Regions from separate parts of the Sus scrofa genome. Here region 1 is linked to region 2. The links are chromatin contacts, called in public Hi-C maps. All regions are on one chromosome and are shown on one strand. Each heading gives the region's core, a stretch centred on a gene start, on an enhancer-like site or on the middle of the called end of the contact. The rest is flanking DNA. Distances are from core to core; before and after follow the strand shown. Region 1 holds the start of NEPRO (nucleolus and neural progenitor protein). Region 2 holds the start of BOC (brother of CDO).

Region 1 (6,387 bases), core at 262-2,761, 200 kb after region 2:
CACATACCACTGAAGAAAGAGGCATACAAATATACAAATTAATATAGTACAGTGAGGTAAATTCTGTGAGAGTTTGTGGTAGGCTGAATAATGCCCCCTTCTAAGATGTCCAAATCCTAATCCTCCAAATCTATGAATATGCTACTTTACATTACAAAACAAATTTTGTAGATGTGATTAAGTTAAAGATTCTGAAATGAGGAAATCATCCTGGGTTATTTTGGTGGGCTCAAAATAATCACCAGGGTCCTTTTAAGATGGAGGCAGGCAGGAGGATGAGAGAGAAAAAGAAGGTGCAAAGAGACTGGAAAATGCTCTGCTACTGACGTTGAAAATGGAGGATGGAGACATGAACCAAGGAACATGAACATGTGGCCTCTAAAAGCTGCAAAAAGCAAGAAAATGAATTTTCCACTAGCGCTTCCAACCTTGAACCAGTGAGATCAGTTTTGGACTTCTAAGTTCCAGAAATGTAATATAACTGTAAGTGACTATATGGCAGCAACAGGAAGCTAATACAGAAGCCAACACAGGGCATTAAGGTAGTACATAAAGGGGTCTCTACATCAAGTTGTAGAGTGGGAAAGGGATGTTCAGGAAGAATTACTCAGAGCTGGGGGAGATTGTGTTTAAGGGAAATGGTCCAGGTAGAGAAATTAATATGTATAAAGGTATAAACAGAGAGCATGGAAAGTGTTATGACAAGTCTATTTGCATTAAACAGTAAAAAAATATTAACAATATTAATTCTGCTAAGAGTACTGTTTGTATGCCAGGCACCATTCCAAAACACTTTTCAGCTCTGAGTACTTTATCATTCTGTATTATCATCATCATTTTATCTATACGGATACTAAGGTTTGGAGGAGCTAGTAATTTAGCACTGCAGTGGGGGCCTTTAGTAAAGTAGCATCAGGGTGGCTGAAAATAAATGAACTATTAGATACTAGAGAGGTGGGGGTCAGCACTGCTTGGGATATCAACTTGTTCTGGACGCTGACAGAAGATGGGGTTGATAGAGTCAGAGGCCTCCAATTTCTGTGATGTGATCGTGGTTTTGTTGCCGCTCAAGGTAGAGCTGTCCTTGACTAACTCAAAGTAAATCACTTATGTTACAAATGTAAACTCTGCCTCCTTATTTCCCTTCTTCCTTTCCCCCTAATGTCTGGGGTGGAGATAGAGGTGTATGCACCAACTAAACTGTGAGCTTCACTCTGCACATTTGTGAAATGCTTTGAAATAGTTCCAAAATTGATTGCGCCTCAGAATCCCTTGGAGAAGCATACACACAATGCAGATTCCTCGCCTTATTCAGAGATTTTGATTGAGTAGTACATGGATGGGGCTCCGCCTCACCCCCTCATCTGCAAATCTCCCAAATATTCTGGTACCTGACCAGCGCCTGAATGACTTCTGGGTCGTTCAGGTACACCGCATTTGATTCCGTAAAGGACCCTCCCCCGCCCCGCCCCCAGGCCCCGCCCCGCCCCCAGGCCCCGCCCCCTCTCCCTCTTCCTCAACCTCCCCTCCCCCGCCTGCCCCGGACGTCTCCTGCTTCGTCGTTTCATTTTGTCTCGCCCAGCTCCGCCTTTTCCAGGTCCTCCTCTGTCTCTCAAGATGGCTGCGCTGCCGCCGAGCCCGGAACTGTGGAACCGCGTGAGGATCCCCAAAGCCGGCAGCCGCAGTACAGTAATCGTGCAGAACCCTGACACACCGCTGGGTGAGTGAGGCGCCCCATAAGGGGCGCAGGCTTTTCCGCAGGAGGCGTCTGGCCGCTGCCGGCGCACGTGCGCGAGGGGCGGGACTTCCGGACTCCGCGGGACGCTGGGTATGACGGCGGTGTGCGGCATCTGGGGTCGGGCGTTTGTGGGGACCTCTGGCTTTGCTGTTCTCTGGACCCACCGTGCCGACCGCAGGGCTTCCATGGGGCGCCGAAAAGGCAGAGAGGGGCGAACGCAGCTAGCATCAGGGAAAAGTGCTGCCTGGGAACCCTCTGTTGACGCAGGCCACCAAGAGCCGTGGTTACTCCACAGTCTTTCCCGACCTCTTCCACCGAGGAGCGGCGGGTCACTCAAGCACTCTGCACTTAAATCGCACTCTTCCTAGATCCCCCTTTCTTTTCTGTAAAATAGGGTTAGTCTTCCCTGCCCATCACTGGGTTGTTGGGAGGATATAATGATGTCATTTAGGTGAGTATGCTCTGAAGTGAAATATCAGTGTATGGTGGCATTGCCGTTATCAAGCAGCAGGAGCTTGGTCTGGGTTTAAAACCTGGCTCTTCCTCTGCTGGAGCTAGGGTGAGGGATGGGAGTGTCCTTATTTCACATTTCTGGGTCTCAGCTCATTTCCAAATGAGGGTAAAACAGTATTTGCCTTACAGAGCTGTTTGGTTTTTTGGGGGTTTTGTTTGTTTTTTGCTTTTTAAGGCCACACCCAGCATATGTAAGTTCCCAGGCCAGGGGTGGAATCAGAGTTACAGCTACCAGCCTACACCACAGCCACAGCAATGGGGGATCCGATCCACATCTGAGACCTACACCACAGCGCATGCCAATGCCGGATCCCTGAGCCACTAAGCCAGGCCAGGAATTGAACCGCATCCTCATGTATACTAGTCGGATTCCTTTCAGCTGCGCCACAATGGGAATTCCTATAGAACTGTTTTGATGGAAGAGTAAAGTATTTGGAACAGTGCCTGATACAGTGAATAAATACTCAAATGATAGCTGTTATTAATAATATTTAATACCTGTAACTTACCTAATCATCACATCCCCAGCCCTATCCATCCATCCTGCTCAGTTTACAAGAAACCTTCCCCCATCCTCTATTCAAAAATTCCTTAACATGATTCCTATTAGGCCTGGAAATTCACCAGCTCTCTCTTTATCCCAAAGGCACCCCTTTCTGGCCTCAAATAGCTGGGACGGTTAAGAAACTTCTCTATGTTCTATAGAAATCTGCCTCTGTGTTACTTCCACTTAGGAGGCTAGTACTACCCTGAGAGCCACAGACAACACATTAACTCCATCTTCTACTTCAAAGCTTTTCGGACCAAAAAGCTATCATCTCATTCTACTAAGTACCATGTGTTCAGTCACATAAATTACATAATTTCCAGTTGTTAACAGTGGTTTCTCTTTTCTGAATATATTTGTAAAGCAGTACCCAAATACAGTGCCTTTGATTTTTAAGAGAATTAATTTATCCGTTTAGAGAAGTACACAACATGTTTCCCACCTCAGGGTACTTAAGGTGTTAAGTATACTAGTTTAACACATGTTCTCTCAGTGACTTCTTGGACTTGATATCATCTGGCACCATTTTCCTTCCTTCCTATGTGACTTCTCACATACTTGAAATCATTTTGTTCCTACAGGAACAAATTAATGATGACAGTAATGATGACATTAATTTGTTCTTGATTTATTAAATAAGGGAAGATGCTTCTTTCAATGTACATTTTATATGCTATACTTAAAATGTAGAAATGCATATTAAGTCTAACTAAACATCTCTGCTTTAGACCTTTGCATTGCAGCTGTAATTAAAGAATGCTCTCTTGTTATACTGTCACTGAAGAGCCAAACCTTAGATGCAGAAACGGATGTGTTATGCGCATTCCTTTACAGCAATCACAACAGAATGGGCCGCCACAAACCCCATTTGGCCCTCAAACAGGTAAGGGGGAAGTCCTGTATTTAAGACTCAACATGTTTACTTGATGAAGATGGACATCACTCTGCCACTTAATATTTTGTTGTTTATGGAAATCACAGTAAATTACTTGTGATTTATAGGTCTTCAGCCCACAGTTGCATGTGGGCGTTCTCTTTTTTTTCTGAAAGCATTTTTAAAAAGTTTATTTAGAAAGGAATTATGTTTGATTCTTTCCCAGTCTTTTTTCTAGTAGATAGGTAATTTTAGGAAAAATTTTCTTCATTACATACAATCTTAAATTACTGTGCCTTCCTATGTGCTGGGCACTGTGCTTCATGCTGGGTGTACGGGCCAAAAAATACAGGCATTGTATTGAACCTTACAGGTTCATGCTCTTTGGTTTTCACTCCATTACTTAAGGCAAAAAAGATGACGATTTCTTTTTTTTTTTTTTGTCTTTTTAGGGCTACACCCAGGGCATATGGAGGTTCCCAGGCTAGGGGTTGAATCAGAACTGTAGCCACTGGCCTACACCACAGCCATAGCAACGTGGGATCTGAGCCTCATCTGCAACCTATACCACAGCTCACAGCTGGATTCTTAACCCACTGATCGAGGCCAGAGATTGAACCTGTGTCCTCATGGGTGCTAGTCAGATTCGTTTCCACTGAGCCATGACGGGAACTCCAAGATTTCTTCATCAAAGAAAGATTTGGGATCATAGTCTTTCCCAAAGTTTTCTTTTCTCATGGAAGTTTTTATCTCCTTCTGAGAATTTAACACCGAAACCAAACTTGTTAGATTAAACGTACATATTTCTCCTCCTGGCTTCCAAGTTGTGAATAATTATCCAGTCAGAAAAATTTGGTGTTCTGTTTCTCTTCTTCCTTTTATGTAATTCTCCCACCTGCTCACACTGATCAGTCAAAACTTTCTCTGCATCTAGTCCCTTTTAGTTCTGGCTGCCATCTCTTTTTTCAGACTTTGTCAATTTTTAGTTGTCTTGCAATCCTGACTGGTCTTTCCTCTATTTAATCATCTTAAAACACATCTTTAATTTTTCATGGTTCTCCATTGTCTCCTGAATAAAAACTAAACCTCTTAGCTTAACTTACAAAATCCTCCATGATCTGGCCTTTTCAGTTTTCCTTAGCTCAGGCTTCTCTCTGGTCTTCATCTTCATAGATTTTATATTCCAGGCAATCTGAACTCTTTGTGAGTCCTACTCACCCCATGTGTCCCCTCTTCTGTTCCCTTTGCTCACCTGGTCCTGTCTGTTTAGAACGCCCAATCCTTCCAACATTTTCTTCATGTCTGTGGCTCTGACAGACTGCTGAAATTTAGTACTTAATAATTTACTATCTCGTTTTGATAGTTTCACTGTTAGAAATTATGTTGCTTCAGAAAAATTATATCTTGAATATAATCTTATATCTTCTTTGGTTCCCTTTATAGCATCAAGCACATCCTGGCATATAGTAAATTCTTAGTTATAACCTGAGATAATTGATTTGATAAATGTATTTACCTGGATAAATTTCAAATTTTTAAGCAGACGCAATTGCTTTGGGCTACAGGTTTTTTTCCCCCTTAAAAAAAGATATTGTGTGGTATTCAGTATATTTCCATACTTTGAAATTTTGCATTTCTTTGTTTTCCTGGTCACATTGGTGGCTTTGTCTGTATATTATATACATATGAATTTGAACCGCTCTTCCCCTTTCAGGTTGAACAGTGTTTAAAACGCCTGAAAAACATGGATTTGGAAGGTTCAATTCAAGATCTCTCTGAGTTGTTTTCTTCTAAGTAAGTGGTCCAGTCTCTTTGCAGTAGGCTTTGTGATGGGCTGGGAATTCAGTGTCTTGCTGTGACTTTGCTTACTTTTTTCCACTTGTTGTTAGAATATAAATAATTTTATCTCAGATGTACAAATTTTGTTCTAATAAAGGGTCCCTGGTGTTTGTGGTAATCTCCCTCTGTTGGCCTTTGGGAGGGAATGGTGTGACACTGAAATCTGGGTCATGATGGATTATACTGAAATATTAAGTGTCAGTCAACTTCAGTGGGTCATTATTAAGCATAACTACCTCAAATTGAACTTAAAGTAAGTCTGCACTTGAAAATTGCTATGTAAGTGGTTTACATTTAAGAAGGAAAGTAATGTACTTTTTTATTTCTGTCAAGTGAAAATCAGCCTGTAAATTCCAAAGCTTGCGTCATCCCCAGCCAACCAGTGGTAGAAATGGTGTTGATGAAGATTTTGGGAGGCTGCAAGTTGCTACTGCGCTTGTTGGACTGCTGCTGCAGGACATTTCTGTATCCTTCAGTCAATGAAATACCTTCTTCTGACTTGGGATTGTTTGGCTATATTTAGCAGTATAGCTGTTTGAAAGCTAGGGAGTTTATAGGAGTTATTACTTAAGAGAATTATTAAAAGTTTGCTTTTTGGCCTCTTTTCCTGGGAACTGCCTGATATAGCCATTGCCAGAGACTTCTGTCTCTGCCTGGTATGTGTTATCCTAAGGGCACTGACAGAAATTTGTTTTGTGTATGTGTGTGTATGGTTTTTGTTTTGCTTTTTTATGGCCGAACCTGCAGCATATGAAAGTTCCCAGGCTAGAGGTCTAATCGGAGCTACAGCTGCCAGCCTTACACCACAGCCACAGCAATGCAGGATCTGAGCCATGTCTGTGACCTATACCACAGCTCATGACAACACTGGATCCT
Region 2 (7,412 bases), core at 3,256-5,755:
TGATGGCTTGTTTATGGGACTGATGGAGGATGGGTGGGTGAGATGGCAATAGGTGGACAGTGGGGAGTCCAGCCATGTCAGCACAACTGTCCAGGGCATGAAGAAGCATGGTGGGAGCCCCGAATGGAAAAGGCGGTGGGATGGTGGCCTAACAAAAGGAAAGGCGGGAAAGACTGGGTGGGCTTGAGGAAGGAGCTAATTCAGTGGAGATGCAGGAATCGATTAGTTCTGTGGATTGAGTCAGTGTGAATGGAGTCCACAGGAAGAGCCAGGGCTCCAACCCAAGTTTCCTAACCCTCAGGGCAGTTCCACTTGAGATGGATCCTTTAAGCCCTATTTCCTGATTCCACCTCCCCTTCCCACCCAGTTCCCACCCTGAGGGTTCCAAGGAGGCAACAGTCCTATTTAGGAAGGCTTTTTGTAAACATGGACTTCTAGATTAAAAACAGACACCCTCGGAGTTCCCGTCATGGAGCAGTGGTTAACAAATTCGACTAGGAACCATGAGGTTGAGGGTTCGATCCCTTCCCTTGCTCAGTGGGTTAACGATCCGGCATTGCCGTGAGCTGTGGTGTAGCTCGCAGACGCAACTCGGATCCCTTGTTGCTGTGGCTCTGGTGTAGGCCGGTGGCTACAGCTCCAATTAAACCCCTAGCCTGGGAACCTCCATATGCCGCGGGAGTGGCCCAAGAAATGGCAAAAAGACAAAAAATAAATAAATAAATAAATAAAAATAAAAAATCAAAACAGACACCCTCTTCTATCCCACCCCCAGCACCAAATATTTGATTTGGCCTCATGAATGATGAAAATACTACATGAGGAGTCTCCATATGGGTGCACTCTCAGGAATAAGGTTGTTCCCAACAAAAGCAAAGTTGCTGGACATACCTGTTCTCTGAGTCTTTGATCAAGAGTGTAGAGATGCTTCTGAGCTGTTTGACTACAAGAGTCTATACTTTTATCACAACTATGTGAAAAGCATGTGGATGAACAAAACAAGTTGTGCCATGGTATGGGAATGTGCAAAATTTTATAACACATTTTCTTTATTATTAATAGATGCTTGTACAATAAAAATTGGGAGGGAAGTAGATTGGAGAACTACCCTTTGATTAAGAAACTTAGTCTTGGGATAAAAAAAGCTCCTAGTATGGGATCTGATGTACTAAAAATGCTTGCTGAATTGAAGTATGGAGATGACAAGAAGTTTCATATGTTAAACTGATTTTTTTTTAAATGTTAACAAATCACTTTCTTTCCTCTCCGTTGCCAATTTCCATTCCCGCCTTCCTCACTTTCCCAGATAGCAAGGAGGCTTGGAGTTTGGAGGAAAGAACGCAAACTGCCAATGCATATCTTCTGATGCCAGATTAATACTTTCTTGAATATTCAGAGGCCAGAAAGTACTGGAAGCAATTATTTGGGGCACTTGGGTCTTCTTCAACTTCTTTTCACTTGTGTAAAAGAGAGAGAGAGAGAGAGAGAGAAGTTCCTGTTGTGGCTCAGCAGTAAGGAAACTGACTAGTATCCATGAGGATGTGGACACGAGTTCAATCCCTGGCCCCGCTCAGTAGGTTAAGGATCCAGCATTGCTGTGGCTGTGGTGTAAGCTAGCAGCTGCAGTTCTGATTCAGCCCCTAGCCTGGAACTCTGATGTCATGGGTGTGGCTCTAAAAAGGAAAAAAAAAAAAAAAAAAAGATACAGAGAGCAAAACCCTTATTCATTACCCACAGTGACTTTGTCGAAATCTGAACCTGGACCACTAGGAATATTGTGACCATCGGATTCACTTCTCACCATCCTTGTTTATAGCCTGGGCATCCCTGGGGAAGTTAACTGAATTATTTCATGAGTAAAATCCCCCACTCCTTCTCAGGGTATGGAAACCATAGATAAGTTGCTGAAGAGAGCTAGGAGCCCAAACATTTCAAAGAGGATTTCAAAGAAAGGAAAGTCACTGGACCCTTTTGGAGGATAGAAAAGAACATAAACCACCCTTTTATCACAAGGTAGCCAAACATTCAATGCAAAGCAGGGTTCTCTCGCTGCCGCCCCTCCCCCACTCCCTCCCCATACCCAGTTGTGGTCAAGGAACCAACCATCCTGACCTCTATCAACCTCCTCTCCCCAGTAAAGTCAAAGCTGTGGCTTGGGTAATTTCTCCTGAGAAAATGTCTCTTGCACTGTTACTCTTGTGAGATCTCTTGACAGAGGATGAAAAGGAGCATGTCAGACATCTCAGTCCTCAGATTTCATAGGTGTAGACAGCCTCTGGCCTCCTGAAGGGCCACACTCGGAACAATAATCAGCAGAGGCAGGCAATGTCAGCAAAGCAATAACTCTTTATTCTTTCATTTTTTATACACTTGCTTCAAAAACTCATCCTGCAGGAAAAATCATAACTCCACTGCTGTTTCCACCCTGCCTCTGTCCCACTGACCCCAAGGTGCTTCAAGATTACCACGGGAAACCTCTGGGTTTCAATTATGAAACCATTAAAAAGTACCAATTATAAGACCTCAGAAACCTTCCTGGGAAACCTGTTACACACTTCAAAATGGCCAAACTCTTGCCTCAGATTCACTGTAAACTGAAAACAGGTCCCTCAGCCCCCACCTCAGTTTGAAGAGACTGTTTTCATACTGTCATGCTGCCCTTGAGAAAATGGAGACTGAGTTACTGGCTGTAACCAAAGGGATAAAAAATCAGCACAGGGCTGGGCTGGCTGCTTAGGGCCCAATTGTGGAATAAGTTTGAAATGTTTGTGTTCAAGAATTTTGAAAATTTCATTCATTCAATGGCCAAAGTTTGCAAAGTTCTAGGTAACAAAGGTCTAGGTGGCAAATGTGAGCTGGGTACAGGGCACTTGAGGGTGGCACAAGGACCTGAAACCCAAATACACTTTTCACTCAGTCTACTCAAAGAGGTAACTCTGGGTCAGAAACTTATTCGAACCCACTTGAATTTGCTGAGAAGGGATGGGGGAGTGGCAGAACACCCCACCACACCCAGAAAGTGCCTGTTTAGGATCCCTGGTGTGCGGTTTGGGTATTCTTAGCTTTCCTGCCACATCTCTGGAAACACACAATGACCTTTCAAGTAATCCTGCCACTGCAACCCCATCCCCAAAACAAAACTAAGCAAACAGACCCCCAGGGCTCCTTAAACTCCTCCAGGTCAGCCTGCTCCCCTACTCCTCAAAATTTTCTTATCATCTGCAAGAGCAGACTAACAAGAGGCAACCTGAAAGTTAAGCAGGATCTTCAAAAATCCAGCAGAAAATTCTTCCTGGGTTCCTTGCTCTCCCCCCCCCCCCCGCACTTGTTCCAAATGATCATTCCCACTTCACAGTTACAAACAACACCCCCCCTCCAAAGCACAACAAAAGCAAGACGTTGGCACGCGAAGGCGAACACACACACTCTTCCTCTCACAGCTGCCCCAAACCCACAGACACCTCTGGACATCACCACTTCAGCCTAGCCTCTTCCACCCCTGGGGCGGAGGGTTGATCTGGTGTAGTTTCACTTCCAGCCCGTTAAGTCCCTCATATTAGTCTGTGTTTGTTTTTAACGCCAAGACGATAAACCCTCACATCTTTGGAAGCCAAATGGGGGTGCGGTGGTTCTGTGTATTTGCCCATGTGGGCTTCTCCCCACCGCCCTGCGCTCAGAGCCGGAGACCAGTGTCAACCTTTAGGGACGTTTGGGAGGCTGTCCCGGCCCTTCTTCCACCCAGGAAGCTTCCGGGAAAGACCGGCCGGACCGCACCCGCAGGGAAAGGGATGCGGCGCCCCCGCGCCGGGTGGCGGTAGCCCGGCATCTCACCGCCCGCCTGGCGCAGGGTCCCCCACGGAGCCTGCGGGCCGAGCGCTCGGACCCGCTCCCGCAACCGGCGCTCGGACCCGCTTCAGCCACTCTTCAGCACTTCCTCGGCATCGCCCGGCCTGCGGCAGCCTCCCGCCCCCTCTCCTCCCCAAACCAACAAATAAACACAACTTTTTATGAAAAGAAAACAAACTTCAGCGACGTGACTCACCTCTGGTGCAGCCGGCTCCTGGGAAGGACGAGCCAGGCCCCGGGGCTAGCGGGGTGGGCGCAGAAGAGCGCCACTGAGCCCCGCGCCCACGGACACACAACCCGCACAGTGACACCCAGGGACACACAAAACGGGAGTGGCCGCAGCGGGAACAACAAAGGAGCCCCAGAACCAGAAGTTGCCGGCCGGGAGGGCGGACGCTTGCGGGCGCGTGTAGCTGCGGCGGGAGTGTGTGTGTATGTAAGTGTGTGTGTGCGTGTGCGTGTGTGGGTGTGCGCGCGCGGCAGCTGACACCGGCCGGCCAGGGCTCAGGGTCCCCGCGGCAGGAAGCGGGGGCCGCAGAGGCGGCAGCAGGAGGACAAGGCAGGGGACGCAGCGCCCTGCGCACCCGGTCCCTCCATATGGAAGAAGCTTTTTTGGATGACTGAACTCGCAAACAATTCCTTCTTTTGCTTCTCCTGCCTAGGAGCCTCCCATTACCGCGCGCCCGGGGGGGGGGGGGGCGCAGAGGAGGCGGGGAGGAGGGGGAGGAGCAAAGTGCAGCAAAGAAAAAGTCTTGGAAAGGAAGCTGGAAAAAAAAAGTCCCCCCAAACTCAGTTTTTCCCCTAACACTCATTTTCTTTCTGTTGCGCCTTAGTACCACGGTGTCCCCCCACTTCGCTTTCTTTCCCATTCCAAAAGCAAAGTCTTCTGCCTTTCTCTCACACCCAGGAGCTCCCCCAAACCCCCATTTTCTCTTTAGCTTCACCTCGGACCCTTATTCTCCTACAGTAGCCTTCCCTCCTCTCGTTCAGTCTATTTCTCCAAGTATTTTCCTGACATCCCCTCTTCTTGTCTCCATTCTGCAAACAAACTAAATCATTAAAAGTAAACTTACTAAACGCGCCCCTACCACTACTCCCGCCCCGCAATGGGGCAGCGGCTGTCGAGAAAATTACTACGAAGCTGGTCTAGGGGAAGCCCCATCGCCACCTCCCGCGACCCACCAAGCGGGCTAAAGAGGGAGGGTTTGCCGCGTTCTCGGTTGACAGCGGCCTGCCCTGACCTCCATTCATCATCCCCGGATGGAAGAGTGAGGGAAAGGATGAGAGGGGGGAGGGCGAAGGAGGGGTATCGGCCACAGAGAAAAGTTAGTTTCCTCCCTTTAGTGTGGGGCAGAGAACATTCAGAGCGGTGGTTCTCAAACTTGGGCTGCATCCGAACCCCCTGGTTCGGCAGGGTCTGGGGTAGGCCCGAGAACTTGCATTTATAGAAAGTTCCCAGGTGATGCGGATGCTGTGGGTCCAGGGCCACATTTTAAAAAGCATTTTTCCAGGGTATTGACAAGTCAAACATGTGCTGAGTTGGTGGCAAGTTGGGTCCCACTCTTAATCTGTAGGGATGAAACAGACTGTGAAAGGTCATTCAGTCCATAGCTTTATATTGCAGCTGAAAAAACCCAGACCCAGAAGGGTTAAGGCAGGTATTTGTTCAAGTGAACCTTGAGTATGTGCCAAAGCGGGAAGGAAGCTGCTCTGAAAGTTGGTTGGGCAGGCCAGGAGGAGTGGGACGAAGGTGCTGCCTTCTCTGTGGCAGGAGAGCTGTGGAAGCCACTGTGTGACTGTGAGAAAGTCATCTGACCTTACTGGGCCTCAATTTTGTTTTTAGTTTCTCATTATTAAAAATTCATATTTTAACACTGAGTAATTATAATTGAACCTGAATCAAAAGATGTTTAAAAGGGCAACATAAACTTCTTTTAATCAATACATTGTACCTTTTTTCCCCATGCATTTGGACACTTAGGCATGAGTCAAGTTTCTTTTTTTTTTTACTCTTTTTAAGGCCCCCATTCGTGGCATATGGAGGTTCGCAGGCTAGGGGTCCAATCGTCCAATTGGAGCTGTAGCTGCCAGCCTACACCACGGCCACAGCCACGCAGGATCTGAGCCTTTCATTAACCACTGAGCCACGATAGTAGGAACTCTGGAGTCAAGTTTCTTTATTGAGTTATCTGGTACTTTCAGCACCACTTGCCTGGATTCTTGGGTCTGTCCCCGGGAAAAAATGGATAAAGGGGACGATCTATTTTCAACAAGGTAAAAAAGAGTATGAACTCCCTCTTTGAACTATGCACCTGTATTCTTTCCTCTCCTTTATTCTCCAGTTCCCTCCCTACTTATCTTCGCTTAATTTCCAACATTCTCCCCCATCATTCTCCAAGACCTATTTATTTCTCCACTTAATGATCCTGTTAGCTTCCACCTCTTATTGTTCTCCTCTAAGGCATAACTCAGGACTAAAAGACCTTGGGTCCACTGTGCATACAGAAATCTTAATTCACCAAGGGAATGGGCCAGCCAGCCTTCCACTGCAGTGAAAACATTCCTTCTCCCCAGAGCCCCAAGCAGAGCTGTCTAAATGCCACTCCCGCTGGCAATGTGGGTTTCCAATGAGGACATGGTACATGAAATTCTCATATTGATTCTTCCATATTCTTTCATATGCTATTCACTGATCAACATCTCAAGATGTCTCTTACCCCTTCCCTTTGTCTTCCTACAAGAACTTTCTCCTAGGACTCTTAATTCTCTCCATTATGGTCTTTGGGTGTCCCCTGAACTCTGGTGAGTCAGAGCACAAGAGAAAACAAAGAAGCTTGACGTCCTTACCAACATTATTTAGCCAAGAGAAAGACTCATGGCCTTGTACTTCCCTCCATTCCAGGCTGTTCATGTGGCTGCTCATCTTTCCCATGAAGTTCAGACAGAATGCAGATCACAGCTGAGAGGGCTTAATTCTGCAGCAGCACCAAGCATATGTTGGCACCTCACATGTGTTTGTTGTTTTTATGGCTCTTTGTATTAACATAATTGTGTTTATTATTATTACTCCTGTAAGAACACTGCATCTCTGAACTCTCCCCCTTTGCCTGGAGCAAGTTCCTTGACTAATTCTCCCCTCCTCTCTCTTTCAGTTTCCCTATACCTACCCTCCCTACTCCACTCTTCCCCCAGCCCCCATCTCAAAACAGAGTCTGGGCTTTCAAAAAGGGCTTTCTGCTGCTCTCCACTCTGTTCATGGTGACTTCCCTCTGGCAGCTTGCTTTCTTGTGGGCTATCTGGGCTGCTGTCAAGAAGGAAGCATTTAGTATGGAAGTGATCCTCACATTTATTATGTGGGGGGTGGGCCGGGGGGACTGTAGTTCTACATAAGTCACCCCATCACTAAGACTGTGCAGAGTGAATTGGAAGGAATCCCAGTGAGTGACGGGAAGAAAGGATGCTCCCCTCTCAGCGTGCTGTAGGTACTCCAGCTGTACCCCATGCACAGGGCAGCTCCTTGGTGGTGAAGGATATCTGGAAAGGATCATGCTGAGAAAATTACTAAG

The links. Hi-C and Micro-C count contacts between places; a contact is called where the count stands out from the background.
Region 1: a Hi-C map of retroperitoneal adipose tissue shows a contact between it and region 2, with 1.8 times the contacts expected there. The contact joins the promoter of NEPRO here to the promoter of BOC in region 2. A contact is called at or near these places in 1 of 5 promoter capture datasets (fetal skeletal muscle), 5 of 47 Hi-C or Micro-C datasets (embryonic fibroblasts, epiblast stem cells, fetal skeletal muscle and 2 more) and 1 of 2 datasets of contacts at active chromatin or transcription factors (skeletal muscle).

What each region holds. Positions count from the first base shown.
Region 1 is chr13:146,900,499-146,906,885 of Sscrofa11.1, forward strand. NEPRO (nucleolus and neural progenitor protein) reads left to right here and starts at 1,512. Exons shown (of 9, transcript XM_003132674.4): 1 at 1,512-1,720; 2 at 3,527-3,681; 3 at 5,387-5,466; 4 at 5,845-5,976. The coding sequence starts at 1,618. The region is part of intron 5 of GTPBP8 (GTP-binding protein 8); the gene reads right to left.
Region 2 is chr13:146,698,660-146,706,071 of Sscrofa11.1, forward strand. It overlaps BOC (brother of CDO), which reads right to left and starts at 4,506. Exons shown (of 21, transcript XR_002337900.1): 1 at 4,043-4,506.